2 separate regions of the Mus musculus genome follow, and region 1 is linked to region 2. The links are chromatin contacts, called in public HiChIP or PLAC-seq maps. All regions are on one chromosome and are shown on one strand. Each heading gives the region's core, a stretch centred on a gene start, on an enhancer-like site or on the middle of the called end of the contact. The rest is flanking DNA. Distances are from core to core; before and after follow the strand shown.

What was found. HiChIP or PLAC-seq counts read pairs in DNA pulled down with a chosen protein or histone mark.
Region 1: an HNF4G HiChIP or PLAC-seq map of pancreatic cancer cells shows a contact between it and region 2. The contact joins the enhancer-like site here to the promoter of Ufsp1 in region 2. A contact is called at or near these places in 1 of 39 promoter capture datasets (neural stem cells), 1 of 484 Hi-C or Micro-C datasets (ventricular fibroblasts), 3 of 115 datasets of contacts at active chromatin or transcription factors (embryonic stem cells and pancreatic cancer cells) and 3 of 9 other capture datasets (adipose tissue, liver and pancreatic islet).

Annotation. Positions count from the first base shown.
Region 1 is chr5:137,422,778-137,427,952 of GRCm38.p6, forward strand. It overlaps Zan (zonadhesin), which reads right to left. Exons shown (of 88, transcript NM_011741.2): 38 at 5,017-5,175; 39 at 3,387-3,528; 40 at 2,780-2,997; 41 at 1,752-1,893; 42 at 1,139-1,356. Among named protein-coding and RNA genes, the nearest start is that of Zan, 52 kb to the right of the region's middle. Within about 2 kb of position 2,709, at least 42 of the 459 cell types and tissues checked have an H3K27ac peak or open chromatin away from gene starts, as enhancers often do. A contact at or near this core is called in pancreatic cancer cells, where this site is marked.
Region 2 is chr5:137,290,532-137,296,030 of GRCm38.p6, forward strand. It overlaps Ufsp1 (UFM1-specific peptidase 1), which reads left to right and starts at 4,138. Exons shown (of 1, transcript NM_027356.2): 1 at 4,138-5,133. The coding sequence starts at 4,259. The coding sequence ends at 4,912. Ache (acetylcholinesterase) reads left to right here. Exons shown (of 5, transcript NM_009599.4): 2 at 1-570; 3 at 948-1,432; 4 at 2,637-2,806; 5 at 3,586-3,935. The coding sequence ends at 3,707. Srrt (serrate RNA effector molecule homolog (Arabidopsis)) reads right to left here. Exons shown (of 20, transcript NM_031405.2): 19 at 5,456-5,499; 20 at 5,173-5,375. The coding sequence ends at 5,300. Mir8116 (microRNA 8116) reads left to right here and starts at 3,249; the gene lies at 3,249-3,345.

The sequences.
Region 1 (5,175 bases), core at 1,459-3,958, 130 kb after region 2:
TGTAGTCCTGCCTGTCCTGGAACTCACTTTGTATACCTAGCTGGTCTCAAACTCACAGAGATCTACCTGTGTCTGTGTATCTGTGTTTCTGTCTGTGCCTGTGTCTGTGTCTTTGTATCTGTGCCTGTGTATTTGTATCTCTGTATCTGTGTATCTGTGTGTCTGTCTGTGTTTGTGTGTCTGTGTATTAGTGTGTCTGTGTATCTGTATCTGTGTCTGTGTGTCTCTGTCTGTGCCTGTGTCTGTATGTCTATGTGTCTATCTGTATCTGCGTGTCTGTGCCTGTGCCTGTGACTCTGCCTCTGCCTCCTGAGTGCTGGGCTTAAAGAAATGAGCCATCATATATAACAGTTGTGTAGCTTGGTCGTCATGTAGGATTCCTAACAGTAAGAGCAGGGGCTGTCTCTGCCTCTGTCACCTGTCTTTGGATCCTTTCCTCTCACTGGGCTGCTCACCTAGTCTCAATAGGTGAAGATGCACCTAGTCTACTGCAACTTGATATGCTGAGGCTGAGTAATACCTGTGGGAGGCCTCCCCTTTTTTGAAGAGAAAGGGAGAAGGAATGGATGGTGGGAGGGGAGGGGAGGGGAGGGGAGGGGGAAAGAACTGAGAGGGGAGGAGGGAGGGGAAATGAAGATATGGATGTAAAGGAAATAAACAAACGGACTTAAAAAAAGAAAAAAGGAATATGCTACCATGCTCAGTACAATACTAGTTTTTAGAACAAATGTGAGTGTGTACATGTATGCGCACGTGTGTATGTGAACACATGTTTGTATGTATGTATGCGTGCATGTGCATGTTTGTGTTTTCTCTGGCATGGTTATAAATAGGAGTGCATGTATCTGTAGAAGCCAGAGGAAAACCTCAGGTGTTGGTCCTCACTTTCTACAGCGCTCTCGCCCCTTTCCTGTTCTTCACTGCTGCCCACACAGGAGTATCTAGCCCTTAAGTTTCTGGGGGTTCTCCCGTCCCTGTTCCCCAAATCCCAATAGGAGCCTGTGGAATTAGAGGCAGACTGCCGTGGTTTACACGGGTTGTAGGAATTCAAACTCAGGGTCCCATACTTCCAGAGCAAATGTTTTCACACTGAGCCATTTCCCAGCCCCCACCAACCCCACTCTCCACGCCCACTCACCGGGATGAGAACACCCTGAGCATCTTTGCAGCCACACTCAATTCTGAGCACACACTTGTCGTTACTCAGCACATAGTCAGGTTCACAAACGCAGCCCTCCTTGCAGGTGGAGGGGGCTTCGGGGCTGGTGCCTCTACAGAGGCCATCTGGGTCAGAGCAGGAAGGCAGGCAGGAGGGAAGGCAGTGGGTGTAGAGGCTGTGGTCCGGGCACTGCAGAGCTATAGGGGAAAGAGAGAGTGGGGTAAGTGGAGAGGCCCAGAGGGGGCTTAAAGAAGCACACGCTATAGAAACAGGAGAAGCTAGAATGTTCAAGAAAACTTGAAGGTAGGTTTTTGGGTCCCCCCCCCAAAATATTTACTGACCACAGGCTGTGTGCCAATCCCCTAGGAAAGGAAGTAATGAGAATGGGTCTTCTGAGTTATTATGGGGTGGTAACCATGAGGAAACCAAGTCTAAGAAAGTACCCAGCCCAAAAATTGGTCCCCCGAATCTCTCCTCACTGTGTTACCTCCTACCCCTGACCTCTCAGGCCCAGGGGACTAAGCTCCCTCTGGCCGTGCCCCTAATTTTTCCAGTCATGAACAGCCCCCCACCGTTCCTGTGGTCCTCTTACTGATTTCAGTGCAGTTACTGGTGTCATCCTTGATGTCCTTGCAGTAGGTCCCTGAGGGACACTGGAAGTCCCTGCAGTGGATGGTCCCTGTCACACAGGCACAGGTTTGTGTGCAGCCTTTGTTGATCCAGATCTTGTCTGCCTACAAAAGCCACGGGAGTTAAAAAATGGAACAGGAGCAGGAAGTCTGGTTAGAGGGCCACAGCCTCATCTCTCTGAAGTGCTGACCTTTGCCCTTCATATCTGCACGTTTCACATCTAGTCAGTCAACCAATTATTGATGGAAAATTGGAGGTGGTGGGGGTGAGACCTGTGTGATTGGTAGAGCACCTGCCTAGAAGCTCCCATCAAAACCCTTACAGAGCAACTCCGTGGTATCCATCTTCCCTTGGTGGTTTGGGGGCACAGGGCAGTTCACATAGCTTCTGACGACAGATGATTTGCCTGTGGAGGCTCAGCTACAGAGCACTCAGCTAGTATGTTCCAGAACCTGATCAACCCTCACACTCCAGAGGCAGTCATGAAGCCATGCATACAGACAGGCGCATCCCATGTGCACAAGGCAGAAGGGAAGAAAGTTGCCCTCATGGCACTTTTCAAAATGATCTTTGTGTGCGAGTAGGTGCATTTATGTGTGTGAAACTACAGCACATGTATGTGTAGAAGTCAGAGGATGGTCCAAACCCTCAATTGCATATTGACACAGTGCTCTCTCTCTCTCTCTCCCTCTCCCCCTCCCTCCCTCTCTCCCTCTCCCCTTCTCCTCCCCCCTCCCACCCTTTTGGCTGTTGGCCTTCTCCACTGAGCACACAGCACAAGCTAGCCCTCAAGTTTCTAGGGATTCTCCTGTTTCTGCCTCCCATCTCCCAGTAGGAGCGCTGGATTACAGGCACAGGCCACCCAGCCAGTTCACATGCATTGCAAAAATTCAAACGTAGGTCCTCATTCTTTTGGTGCATATACCTCACCCACTGAGTCATCACCCCAGCACCCCCCCATTCCCCATCCCACTCTCCACACCCACTCACAGGGATGAGGACACCCTGGGCATCTTTGCAGCCACACTCAATTCTGGGCACACACTTGTTGTTAAGCACCACATAGTCAGGTTCACAGACACAGCCCTCCTGGCAGGCGGAGGGGGCTTTGGTGGTGGAGCCCCCACAGTGGCCTTCTGGGTCCGAGCAGGAAGGCTGACAGGGTGGAAGGCAGTTGGTGAAGCTGCTGTGGGCGGGGCACTGCAGAGCTGTGGGTTAGAGGGAAAGCTGGGTTAGTGGAAAAGATTAGAGGGGCTCAGGAAACAGTAGCTATGGAAACCAGGTGTGGCTGAAGGCCAACAGAGCTTTTGAGTTTTTTTTTTTTCTCCCTTGTATTATTCATTCAGTAAACATTTACTGAGCATGCGATGCATGCTAAGCTCCAAGGAATGAAGTAATAAAATGGGTCTCCCTGTTCGTCATGGGATACTAACCGTGGAGAAACAAATGCTGAGAAAGGACCCAGTGAGTTATGGGTCAGAATCTCTCCCCTCTATCACTGACCTCCAAGGCCTGGGGAGCTAACCTTCTCATCCTGCCTCCGAGCCCTTTAGTCACGAGCATTCCCGCTCCGTCTTCCCCCAGGTGGCTCCCTTACTGATATTGGCACAGTTGCTGGTGCCATCCTCAATGTCCTGGCAGTAAGTCCCCGAGGGACACTGGAAATTCTGGCATCGAATGACCCCTTCCATGCAGTCACAGCTCTGGGAACAGCCTCTGGAAGTCCAGCTCTTGCCTGCCTGAAGAAGCCACGGGGAAAACAAAGAAAATGAGGAAGAACAGGCTGGTTCAATTGATACAGACACGCCCACGGTCTGAAGGGCTTCGATCTGCCCTCCCTATTTGTAGATTCAGCATCTAGTGTGTCAATCACCCGCAGCGGGGGGAACAAGAAACCTCTACATCTTATCAGGATGTGGTGGCACGATGCCTTCAGTCCAGGCACTCAGGAAGCAGAAGCAGGCGGATCTCTGTAAGTTCTAGGTCAGCCAGAGCTACACAGTGGGATCCTTTCTCAAAAGAACTAAAGCAAGCAAACGACTACATGCTGCACCAGAGGCTGTGGGTAGAGTGCTTGCCTGGAATCCTCCTGTGGGAGTGCCTCCCTAGTGAAGGGAATGACTGGCTGTTAAAGCTGAGGCCTAGAATCTTCCAATGGAAGCCTGGTATGTAACTCAGCCATAGAACACCAGAGTAGGACCCAACTGATAGGCAGAGTGGGAGGTGAGGGTAGGGCAGGTACTAGAGTAAAAGACCTGTCTAGAATCCCCCAGTAAAGGGCATGGGGTGCAGCTCACAGACAGCCTACCTATCCTATGGCAGGCCCTGACCAACCAAGAAATGACATCCTGGTTGGAGAGAAGCAGAGGAAACTAGAAAGTGGCCACCAAACCCATTTAAAAAATACATACATACATACATACATACATACATACATACATACATACATAATACATACATACATAATACATACTTGCATGCATGCATGCATACACACATACACACATACATACATACATACATACATATATACATACATGCGCTGCTCTCCACAAGACTAGTTAGTTCCCACCTCCTGGAGACCCACCAGTATTCAACTACCAGGAGCACTGTGAGTTCAGAGCCACTATAATAGCTTTTGTGGGCTGTGGTAATTTGAACCCAGGTCCTCATAGTTGCACTATGATTGGTGGCCATTCTTGGTTGTCAACTTGATTACATCCGGAATGAACTAAAACCCAAATGACTGGGCACACCTATGAGTGATTTCCTTTCTTAATCGAATCATTTGAAGATGGAAGACCCACTTCCAATCTGGATCTTTGAGGCGAGAAGATTCACCTTTAATATGGACCGCACCTTGTGCTGGCAGCTTATATGAGGGACATGGAAGGAGGAAGCTTTCTCTCTGTGTGAGTGCCCCTCTAGCAAGTCCATTCCTTCACTGGCATTAAAGCCTACTTCTGTGGGATTCTGGGATATACTAAAATCAGTATATGCCTGAGAGATGCAGCCTTATAGACTGAGCAACTACTAGATTCTGGAACCTTCCATTTATAGTCAGCCATTGCTGGGTTAGCTGGACCACAGAGTGTAAATCACTCTAATACATTCCCTTTCTATACACTGTCATTCCATACCCTCTGTTACTCTAGAAAACTCTGATTAATACACCCAAGAGATTGACCCACCAAGCACCCTCAAACCCACTTTCTATGCCAACTCACAGGGATGAAACCACCCTGGGTATGTTGGCAGCCACACTCAATTCTGAGCACACACTTGTCGTTGCGCAGCACATAGCCAGGTTGACACACGCAGCCCTCTTTGCAGTTAGAGTGGGCATTGGTGCTGATGCCCTCACAGTGGCCGTCGGGGTCAGAGCA
Region 2 (5,499 bases), core at 2,888-5,387:
CGTTTCCTGGCCCAGGTTGAGGGAGCTGTGTTGGTATCTATGAACTACCGAGTGGGAACCTTTGGCTTCTTGGCCCTACCAGGAAGCAGAGAAGCCCCTGGCAATGTAGGTCTGCTGGATCAACGGCTTGCCTTGCAATGGGTGCAAGAAAATATTGCAGCCTTTGGGGGCGACCCGATGTCAGTGACTCTGTTTGGGGAGAGTGCGGGTGCAGCCTCCGTGGGCATGCACATACTGTCCCTGCCCAGCAGGAGCCTCTTCCACAGGGCTGTCCTCCAGAGTGGCACACCCAATGGGCCCTGGGCCACTGTGAGTGCTGGAGAGGCCAGGCGCAGGGCCACACTGCTGGCCCGCCTTGTGGGCTGTCCCCCAGGTGGCGCTGGTGGCAATGACACCGAGCTGATAGCCTGCTTGAGGACAAGGCCCGCTCAGGACCTGGTGGACCACGAGTGGCACGTCCTGCCTCAAGAAAGTATCTTCCGATTTTCCTTCGTGCCTGTGGTAGACGGGGACTTCCTCAGTGACACACCGGAGGCTCTCATCAATACTGGAGATTTTCAAGACCTGCAGGTGACTAATGGCTGATAGGGGCAGACCAGATTCTTCTGGGTTTCATCCGTCCTTCCCCCTTTCCCAGGGACCCAGGCATGAGGGCTTACTACAGATCCACTGTTAGAGGTCCAAGTTTGTGGGTCCCAAAATCAGTCCTTCCCTGCCGAGTGGTTCAGATCCCAAAGTGGTTGCCGGGCGAAAAAGAAACTATGGGTATATTTTTTTCTTCCTCCACGCCTTGTCTCTCCACCCCACCCCCACCCCCACCCCGCTCTCTGTTCTACACAGTTCTGGCTTTGTAATGGTTCGTCTCTCTGGCTATTAGGTTGCTCATCTGTCTCTGTGTGCCTCTCTATCATCTCTCCATCCTTTCCCCCATCTCCAACTATCCTCAGGTGCTGGTGGGTGTGGTGAAGGACGAGGGCTCCTACTTTCTGGTTTACGGGGTCCCAGGCTTCAGCAAAGACAATGAATCTCTCATCAGCCGGGCCCAGTTCCTGGCTGGGGTGCGGATCGGTGTACCCCAAGCAAGTGACCTGGCAGCCGAGGCTGTGGTCCTGCATTACACAGACTGGCTGCACCCTGAGGACCCTACTCACCTGAGAGATGCCATGAGTGCAGTGGTAGGCGACCACAACGTTGTGTGCCCTGTGGCCCAGCTGGCTGGGCGACTGGCTGCCCAAGGGGCCCGGGTCTATGCCTACATCTTTGAACACCGTGCCTCCACACTGACTTGGCCCCTCTGGATGGGGGTGCCCCATGGCTATGAAATCGAGTTCATCTTTGGGCTCCCCCTGGATCCCTCGCTGAACTACACCACGGAGGAGAGGATCTTTGCTCAGCGACTTATGAAATACTGGACCAATTTTGCCCGCACAGGGTCAGTGGTATTGGAGTGGGGATGGCGTCTGGGGGTCCAGGGGAGAGGGGTACCCATGGATGGCAGTGAAAAAGAAGAAGAAACCTTCACAAAGTTAAGGGGTGAAGAGAAAGTCTCAGGTGATGCCGGAGAACAAGGCAGGCAGAACAGGGAGTCCTTAAAAGACAAAACCAGCTGGGAACCTTGAATCCCAGCACAGGAGGGAGAAGACAGTCTAATGTATACAGTTCCAGACTAGCTGGGACACGACAGAGTGAGAGCCCCCATAAGGGCTGGGAACAGCTCCATGGTAGACGGCTGAAAAGCAAATGTATATGAGGCCACCCCAGCACTCTAAAAGACAGCGAGGTAACTGGTATTCAACAGATAAAAGAGATTGCCCTGCAAGCCTATCTCAGTTGAATCCCTGAAACACAGAGAAGTGGCTCTCCACAAAGCTACCCCTGACCTTCAAATCTCTCTCACTCACACACAAACCCACACAGATGATGATGATGATGACGACAGAGAAAGGCAGTAGAGGTTTGGGGGTGTAGCTCAGTTAGTACTTACCTACCTAGCATGCACAAACCCTTGGGTGCATCTGATTTTCGTTTCCCAAAGTAAAAGTAATAATTGTAGAGACAGGACTGCACCTACCTACACAGCTAAAAGCACAATCCTAGAATTTTTATTTTAAAATAGGGTCTCGCTATGTAGCACTGGCTGGTCTGGAAATCTCCATGTTGATCAGGCTGGCTTCAAACTCAGAAAAATTAGCCTGCCTCTGCTTCCCGGGTGCTGGGATTAAAGCCTGTAGTACCGCACCCAGCTAGAAAGACTTTGAAAACAAAGGGAAATGGAGAAAGAGACAGAGATGTCCAGTGGAAAGAAAACTTCCCTAGGTGGTGGAATGGTAGAAGGTACTTAAAATGAGAAGGGAACCTATCCATGTCTGTAAATCCGTACTCTGGGAAACTGAGGCAGAAGCATTGGCAGCACTCATTTCTCTCTCTCTCTCTCTCTCTCTCTCACACACACACACACACACACACACACACACACACACACTCACACGGGGCGAGGGCGGGGGTGGGGGGCTGGCTGGAGTAGGGAGAAGAGAGTTGGGTGTTAAGAGTTGAAGAGGGTCCAGAGTCAGGAAAAGGATCCACGTCTTCATTCCTTATTCCTCTGGGCAGGCTGAGATTTCCCTTTCCTTCCTCAGGGACCCCAATGACCCTCGAGACTCCAAATCTCCACAGTGGCCACCGTACACCACTGCCGCGCAGCAATATGTGAGCCTGAACCTGAAGCCCTTAGAGGTGCGGCGGGGACTGCGCGCCCAGACCTGCGCCTTCTGGAATCGCTTTCTCCCCAAATTGCTCAGCGCCACCGGTAGGCGCATGGAGTGGGGGGAGCAGGGAATGCACAAGGCGGCAAGGGTTGGAAGGAGGGGAGAGAGATGGGGTGCAAAACACAGGGTGTAATCCCTCTCTTCTCCACCTCCCCAGCCACGGAGGCTCCTTGCACCTGCCCAAGCCCCGCCCATGGGGAGGCGGCCCCGAGGCCCGGGCCGGACTTAGCCCTGTCCCTCCTCTTCTTCCTTTTCCTCCTCCACTCCGGGCTTCCGTGGCTCTAACTGCAATCCTTTCCCCTTCTGGTCTCAAAGCACACTTACTCTAGTGTGTAGCTGAGAAGGGGCCCCTCTCAGGGATACAGAACCCCACTCCATTCTCAAGCCGAGACAAAATGGACAGACTCAGGGATCTTTGTTAAACAAAAATTCAAAAAACAGGATTTTTTTTTTTTTAATGTAAAAAATTATCCTTTGGAGCTTGAGCCTGGTGTTGAGGGGAGAAGGATCCGGGGCTAGTTGGCGTCAGCCAAAGGGCCTTATAATCGCCAACTATTTCTGTATCTTCTCTCTTTTCCCCACTAACCCATGAACCCTTCTCCCACTCTGATCCTGTCCCTCCCCTCCGTCTTCCGGTGATTTTTATCTCTTCCTCTCCTTCCTGTTCCACCTCTCCCTTCATTCTCCGGATCATCCACTGTTCTCTTTCCACCACCCCGCTCGGCCTCCGACAATGCGTGTGTGCCGGCGCACTCACGACCGGTCTCCACTACCCGACCTGTTCCGTTTCTCCCACTCTTGCGGGGTGCCCTGGCCGCAGATACTCTGGACGAGGCGGAGCGCCAGTGGAAGGCCGAGTTCCACCGCTGGAGCTCCTACATGGTGCACTGGAAGAACCAGTTCGACCACTATAGCAAGCAGGAGCGCTGCTCAGACCTGTGACCCCTTGGGGGACCCCAGGTCCTGCCGCCCTGCCCGAGCCCCTAGCTGTATATACACTATTTATTTAAGGGCTGGGATATAATACGACCGAGCCCCCAGGCCCTGTCCACTCCTCCCCGACTTCCTCCCACTAGGGGCTCCCCATCTTCTGCATGTCTTGGGCTAAGCTCCCCTCCCCGCGGTGCCTTCGCCCCTCTGGGCCGCCAATAAACTGTTACAGCCACCAGAGTCTGTGCAACACGCGGGAAGTTGGGGCGGGGATGAGGTCAGAGACGCTGGGAACAGAAGCCTCGGGATTGGTGAGCACTGAGGCACCCTGCCCGCAGCATCCGGCGGAAGCAAGCGCTGGGCCCGCCCCTAGGGGCGGAGCCTGCGACTGCGCAGCCAGGCTGGTTTGCCGGCGCCTTTTAGAAGGCTCCTTAATTCGTCTGCCTGTGGAATCATCTCTCCTGCCGCTAGCCTGCTTGCTGAGAGTTCTCCGGTTCTACGTGCCCACACTGCCCGTAGCTAGTCCCAGAAAACACCAGGAACCCGGAATTGGCCCTGCCTCGATGACAGCTGCTCTACCGAGCACCCTGGAGCTGCTGAAGGACGTGCACCTGGGCCTGCCTGTGCCCTGCCATGATCCCGCCCGACTGGCCCTCCTCTCAGGCCACTACCTTTACTATCACTATGGTTGCGATGGACTGGATGACCGTGGCTGGGGATGCGGCTACCGCACCCTGCAGACGCTGTGCTCCTGGCCAGGGGGCCAGTCCTCGGGCGTGCCTGGACTGCCAGCCTTGCAGGGAGCCCTAGAGGCCATGGGCGACAAGCCCCCCGGATTCCGGGGCTCCCGTAACTGGATCGGCTGTGTAGAGGCCAGTCTCTGCCTAGAACACTTCGGAGGACCTCAAGGGCGCCTATGCCACTTGCCCCGCGGAGTAGGGCTTAGGGGAGAAGAGGAGCGGCTTTATTCACACTTTACAACGGGTGGGGGCCCAGTAATGGTAGGAGGAGATGCAGATGCCCAGTCCAAGGCCCTGCTGGGGATCTGTGAGGGGCCAGGTTCAGAAGTCTATGTCTTGATACTGGACCCACACTACTGGGGCACTCCAAAAAACCGTTGTGAACTACAAGCTGCTGGATGGGTGGGCTGGCAAAAGGTAAAAAGCGTCTTTGATTCCAATTCCTTCTACAACTTGTGCTTCACCAGAAATCTCTGAATCACCACGCCCTACCTGCACCGTTGGGTAGATCCCAGAACTGAGACTAAACACAGCCACCTATTTACTTCGCACAGGCCCCCACCGCGATCAAGTTTGGGCCTGGCACAATGATACGGGCAGGTGAATCTGAGTTCAAAGCCAACTTGGTCTACACAGCAAGGCCAAGCTGGAATTAGAGATACTGTTCTGAAAAATAATAAATTGGCGTAATTCAGCTTACTATGGCCCAGCCTGTGTTTGGGAAGGGACATACAGCACACAGTTAACACACACTACCAAAGTGTTTTTACTAGCGGGTAAAATAACGTACAAAAAACTTTTCAGCTGATGGGATAAAGTGGTCACGGGTACTGATGTAGCAATGCAGGAGGGGACATGGATGGCTCAAAAGAAGTCAACATCATCCGGGGCATCCAGGTCCCGATACTCCACTATGGCCCTTGGGTCTCCTCGAACCATCCTGTGAGATAAAGGAAATGTGAACAGATGTCCCTATAGTCAGAGACGGGGAAAGGCAGCCTGGGCATCGTTCGTGCTCACCTGTTCCGAGGTTTCCCAGGATAACCGCCTTGGCCTCGAAAAGC